Regions from separate parts of the Sus scrofa genome. Here region 1 is linked to region 2. Evidence: chromatin contacts called from public HiChIP or PLAC-seq data. All regions are on one chromosome and are shown on one strand. Each heading gives the region's core, a stretch centred on a gene start, on an enhancer-like site or on the middle of the called end of the contact. The rest is flanking DNA. Distances are from core to core; before and after follow the strand shown. Region 1 holds the start of LOC110257311. Region 2 holds the start of NDUFAF2 (mimitin, mitochondrial).

Region 1 (2,700 bases), core at 126-2,625, 340 kb before region 2:
TACAGCATTGTTCTTTTCAGTCCAGCTCAAACACCCATGACTATAGCTTTAAAAAAAAAAAAAAATTGACCAGAAAAACACACTGGAAGGTGGGGGGAGGGGGGAGAACAGAGAAAGCTCTTAAAACTCGGTATTTGAGAAAACTCTCATGGTCTGTCAGAGAAAGGAGGGCTGTGCAGCTTTAAATCACAAGTCCTTCTCTCGCCTTTGTCAAATATCTTCTACTTTACAAGCCCTGAAAAGAAATAGAGACTCTTTTGTTTGGTTTCCCCTTTTCGGAGGTGACAGAAAACTGAAAGGAACACAAATAAACCTGAAAATGAGAACAAAGTGCGAGGTCGTGCCCGGCTGCCAGGCGGTCGCTCCGGGCGGGACGCGGGAGCAGCCTCGGAGCCCCTCCGCCTCGCGCTCCTGCAGCCGCCGGCCGCGAGCCCCGGGCCGTCACTGCTCCCCGCGGCTCGCACGGAGCGCGACCCCCGGCCCCTCGCGCAAAGAGAACTCTGGCGGGAGGAAACCCGGGCATGCCTCGGAAAGGGGAAGAGCCAGCCGCTCCCGGCCCGGCTCGCGCCCTTTAATTCGGGGGGCGTCTTCGGCGGGAGAGATCCCTCAGGAGAGGCGTCCAGCCCGCCGCCCGCGCAGCTCCCACAGGGCAAGGCGCGGAGCGAAGGACATTTAAATCCCGGGGCGACCGGCGGAGCTCGTCCGGGCCAGCCCAGACGCCGCAGCGACCCCTGGAGCGCCACGGCCGCCAGCCCGTCGAAGCCCTGAGAGGAGCGGCCGCCGAGTGGCATTAAAATGTATTTTCCTCCCCTCAAATCGAGGGGGCGGGGAGGGAGGGGGAGAGGAGAAAGAAAGACGCTCAGCGAGCCACAGACAAGGAAAGAGAGGAGAGAGAGCATAGAGCTCGGCCCGGCCGCCCGCTCGGCACCGGCCGGCATTGTCTGTGCGGCCCGCGCCCCCTCCCCCGCCCCGCACGGCCCCGCCACACACACCCTCCGCCGGAGCCCGGCCGTCCGCCGGTGCCTTTGTCCACATTCACCCCCCAAAACAGGCGAGCAGGGCTCCAGGACGTGCTCCGGGGGAGGAGGGGGAGGAATGGAGGGGACCGGGAGCACCCGACACCCACCCCGCCGACCCCGCGGCGGGGCGCGTCCTGCTGATTCATTTCCCACTCGCGCTGGCCCGTCCGGGGAGACAGGGGGCGGGGAGGGGCGGGGAGGAAATGGGCGCTCCACTCAGGAGGACTGTCCGGGCCGGTGAGGGCACCGGGCGGGGTGCGGGCGCGCGCTGCGCTGAGGGGCTGCCCAGAGGGGAGGGGGCGGGCGCCCCCCTGAGGGACTGACCGACGGACAGACGGCCCCCAGACTGCCCCGTGACTCACCGACTTGCAGGACGTTGTCGACGCAGCCGCTTTCCAGCAGCGCGATGCCCCGGCGGAAGGGCAGCCGTGTCTCATCGCCGCCGTCCGCCGACCCGGCGGCCCCCACCGACGGGGCCCCGGCCCCGGCGGCGGCGGCAGCGGCGGCGGCGGCGGCGGCCGAGGTGGCGGCCGGCGAGGACGAGGAGCCGCCGCCGCCCGCGCCGCCCGCGCCGCCGCCGGGGCCGCCGCTGTCGTCGCCGGGGCCGCCCGCGGCGCCGCCGCCGGTGTTGAAGGACGAGTACATGCAGATCTCCCGCTCGCTGCGGGGGAAGGACCAGTAGACGATGCGGCGCTGCACCGGCTCCGGGATGCGCTCAAAGCGCTCCTCCACGCGCTGGAACGGCCACTTCTCAGCCACCTTGCGCGCAGCGATGTCCAGCAGCGACTCGGGGCTCTGGGTCTTGCCCGGTGGCAGCAGCCCCAACGCTGCGCCGCCCCCGCACACCGCTGCCGCCGCACCGCCCGCCCGCGGGCCCGGCCGACAGGCAGAGCTGTAACCGCCACCCGCTCCTCCGCCGCCGCTGCTGGCCCCGCCGCCGCTGCCGCCGCCGCCGCCGCCGCCCGGCCGGCAGCAGAGCCGTTTCGCGGGAGGAGGCTGCTGTCCGCGCTCCGCCATGACCGCGCCGCTTCTAACCCGACAGCGGAAGTGCCGAGACCCTATAAACGGCACAAGGAAGCGCGACACGCACACGCCGCCGCGACGCCACGCTGCCATCTAGGGCCCGCCGCTCCTTGTATGGGCACAAGAGGCGAGGCCTTCTCCATGACGTCCTGGCTGAGGCGGGGCACCGATAGGGGGACCTAGGGCCAGGGGCGGGCCCTATGCAAATCGCTGGGCTGAAACATAAATAGAGCACTCCGCGGACACCAGGGTAGCGGGGGCGGTGGGGTTGGGTGCCGGTGGGGTTGTGAGAATGTCAGGCTGCTGTGACGCGGAGGGGCGGGGCTCTGGCAGGGTTCCCGCGGGAGGGGGCGGGCCGCCAGGCCTGGCCTAAGGTGGGTGGGTCTTTGCGCCCCTAGCCTACTCAACTTACCCCTCCAATTCCCTGCCATCCTTTGATGTCCTGCAAGTGAGGACGCGCCTCGTGGGTCGCAGCGGGGAGGGAAGGGGAGATAGGAGGTGAGTAAGGAGGAGGTGTCCGAGCTAAATGGAGGGCGGGGCCGGCGGGTCGATGCCCCACCCCCCCATCAGAGCCTGCCCGCCGGGGGAAAAGCCTCTGGGCGGAGGAGGCGCTTTCAAAACAAAGAAATGCGGCGTGGAACCCCGGGGACCGGGGTGG
Region 2 (2,736 bases), core at 101-2,600:
ATGTTCATTAGAGAAACAAGTCTAAAATATTAAGTTACAGAAAAGGGCTAGGCAAAACAAGTTTGAGTTATAAATCCAGCAACACACTTTACCTGTGGCTCCACTAGGAATGAAGGAGAAATCCTCTGTCAGGCGTTAAAGGAAATGAACAGAACACAATTTTGAAAGGTCTTAGTGCTTCTCAATATTGTTGCTATTATTATCATCTCTAACTTTGAGGTGAAGATACTAAGACTTGGGGAGGATAAATATTTTGTCCATGATCCCTCAGCTATTAGGTATCAAAGTCGAGATTCTTACCCAAACGTTTCTAAACCCAAAGCTTGAGATCTTCTGAAATCGTGATGTTTGAACAATACAGCTTATGACGGCTGCCACGTGGTGTGATTTCAATGGACAGGAAGGTCCCTACCTCCCCAAACACCAAGACTTTGCACATTCCTACACAGAAGTACGGTTAGAACCATGTATCTTAAAGTGAGCTCAACAAGTTTCTGGAGGGCAACCTCGCAGTAAAGGTAACCTGGAGCCTTGCGGGTATCTTCTTCCATACTGTCACTGTACATGGACCTACTTCAAACAGTTTTGGCCATAAGGAAGGTGACGCATGGGGCCAATGCCAAAGTCACGGGGAAAAAAAGATTAACGCTAAGAAAGATGAGAGCGGAGGCGCTGAAAATACACCTCTTAAATTACTTCACGCCGGCCTGCTCCCAAAGCCGGCACGGAGGAGGAAAGGCACTTCCCCGCCACTTCAAGCACCTTTGGTAAAAGGCCTCAGTGGACTAGTCCCCGTCTACGTCGCCCCATGGTAAACACCCACACTGGGGCGCCCTCCACCTGCAAGACTGTAGGTGCTGGGCGAAGGGTGAGTGCGGTGCTAGCGCCAGCCGCGGCAGGCTGCGGACCCCGGCGCTGCAGCTGAGGTACCTCGGTCACACATGGGGCCGCTCACCCAGAGCGGACGCAAAGCCAGCGGCCAGAGTGGAGGGGGCGGCGAGATAACCAACTCGGGTTGTGCACTCTGGTGATTATCACAAGTGCCGCACGTCGCTTTAGTTAACTAGACGCTCCCCCTTTCCTCTCACTTCGTGACCGCGCAACCTGCGCCCCTGCCCACATCTCACCTCTCCAGTTCTTGTGCTCCGGGATATAGTAGTATTTGTTCCCGAACCGGTCTGTGCCCACTTGCTCCTTCACTTCCTTCGACAGTGCTCGCCACAAGACGCGGAACAAACCCTGAGGCCAGCCCATGTTTCCGGATCACCTTCCAGCGCCAGTAGCGGTAAGACCTGCCGGGATCCAGGCTACCAAGGGGAGAACGCCCCCGCCGCCGACCCCGCCCACCGGCTGAGAGCAATCCACCCTCTAGTAACGGCACTCACCATTGGTGGGATCGCATCATGCTTAACCAATGTGAGACTCCGCTGCTACACCCGCTGCCTCCGAGTTCTGTCATGGCGGCGTCCAGCTCTCCACCTGGGGTAAAAGGAAGGGATGCTAGGGTTTTTGTCGGCGCGACAAGCGGGTTTGGAGGACCCTCTTCGCCTACGGAGAGCGGAGTCCACACGGAGGTAAAGAAAACCTTAGTTTTTTTCTAGTACGCCAGTTAAAATCTGAACCAATGGCTATGTTAGCCTTGCTCATACTTTCCCTCCTCATTATCCTTTTACTCCCACCACGCTCGACTTTACTCCTGTGTCTTGAAAAAATAAAATATCTGTTGTATACCTGTAGTCAGGTGGGTACCATCGTGAAATCGGGTGAAGGCGCTATAAACCTAATGAGGATATTTTTGTGGTTTTTTTAATTCGCTATTTTATGATTGAGTGTTGTGCCAATTTCTGCTGTATAGAAAAGTAACTCAATTATACAGGCACACACACATTCTTTAAATTTGCGGGTTTTTTATGTTTTGGTTTGTTTTGGTTTTTGGCCCGGCCTGGGACATAGGGAAGTTCTAGGGCCAGGGATCCAACCCTAGCCACAGTTGTAACCAGAGCCACAGCAGTGACAAGGCTGAATCCTTAACCGACTGGGCCACCAGGGAACTCCCGAGGATATTTTTGTTTTACTTTATTCCTTCTCCCTCCTTCCTTCCTCACCTCCCAAGGAGTAACTCTCCTCCAAGAATTCCGTCTTTCATTCTGTCGATGTATTTAGTGAGATCCTTCTGTGTGCTAAGCAATATGTTAAAGGCAGAGCACGGGCCAGAAATGAACAAAGTTTAACGTAACTACAGCAGAGGATTCAGCAGAGAGAGGGCCACTGACAAAAGATGAAGCTGGAGAAGTAGGCAGAGGCAAGATGAGGAAGAGACTTGTGTGCTTGGTTGAGAGGTATGAAGATGAGAATAAAGTGACAAGTATTGCATTTTGTCATCTGCTTGGAGAATGAATTGAAGTTCAGAGCAAGACTGGGAGCTAAGTTAGGTAACTTGCAAGGAGAGAGTTGAGCCAGGGACTTGGCAGTTGGAACAAAGAGGATGAAGATACTTGAAAAATAAGAAATGCAGTCACCATGGAAATTAATTGGATATAGGAAAATGATGAAAAGGGAGGAATCAGCAATGATTCCCAGCTATGTGCCTTGTGTGGCAGGGTGAATCATGGTGTTATCTTTTCCCAAAGAGGGAGCAAGTTTTACTTTAATTTTGCTCATACTGATTTTTCCCATATTGCTGTCAAGGAACTTGTGAAGATTTCACTTGGAGAGTGGAGTAGACAGTTGCATATA

The links. HiChIP or PLAC-seq counts read pairs in DNA pulled down with a chosen protein or histone mark.
Region 1: an H3K27ac HiChIP or PLAC-seq map of alveolar macrophages shows a contact between it and region 2. The contact joins the promoter of LOC110257311 here to the promoter of NDUFAF2 in region 2. A contact is called at or near these places in 1 of 5 promoter capture datasets (liver), 4 of 47 Hi-C or Micro-C datasets (embryonic fibroblasts, fetal skeletal muscle, heart right ventricle and 1 more) and 1 of 2 datasets of contacts at active chromatin or transcription factors (alveolar macrophages).

The regions. Positions count from the first base shown.
Region 1 is chr16:40,104,861-40,107,560 of Sscrofa11.1, reverse strand. LOC110257311 reads right to left here and starts at 1,375. Exons shown (of 1, transcript XM_021076974.1): 1 at 1-1,375. The coding sequence starts at 938. The coding sequence ends at 222. ZSWIM6 (zinc finger SWIM domain-containing protein 6) reads right to left here and starts at 2,062. Exons shown (of 14, transcript XM_021076973.1): 1 at 1,382-2,062. The coding sequence starts at 2,036.
Region 2 is chr16:39,769,012-39,771,747 of Sscrofa11.1, reverse strand. It overlaps NDUFAF2 (mimitin, mitochondrial), which reads right to left and starts at 1,350. Exons shown (of 4, transcript XM_021077006.1): 1 at 1,128-1,350. The coding sequence starts at 1,254. It overlaps ERCC8 (DNA excision repair protein ERCC-8), which reads left to right and starts at 1,418. Exons shown (of 12, transcript XM_003133989.6): 1 at 1,418-1,574. The coding sequence starts at 1,498.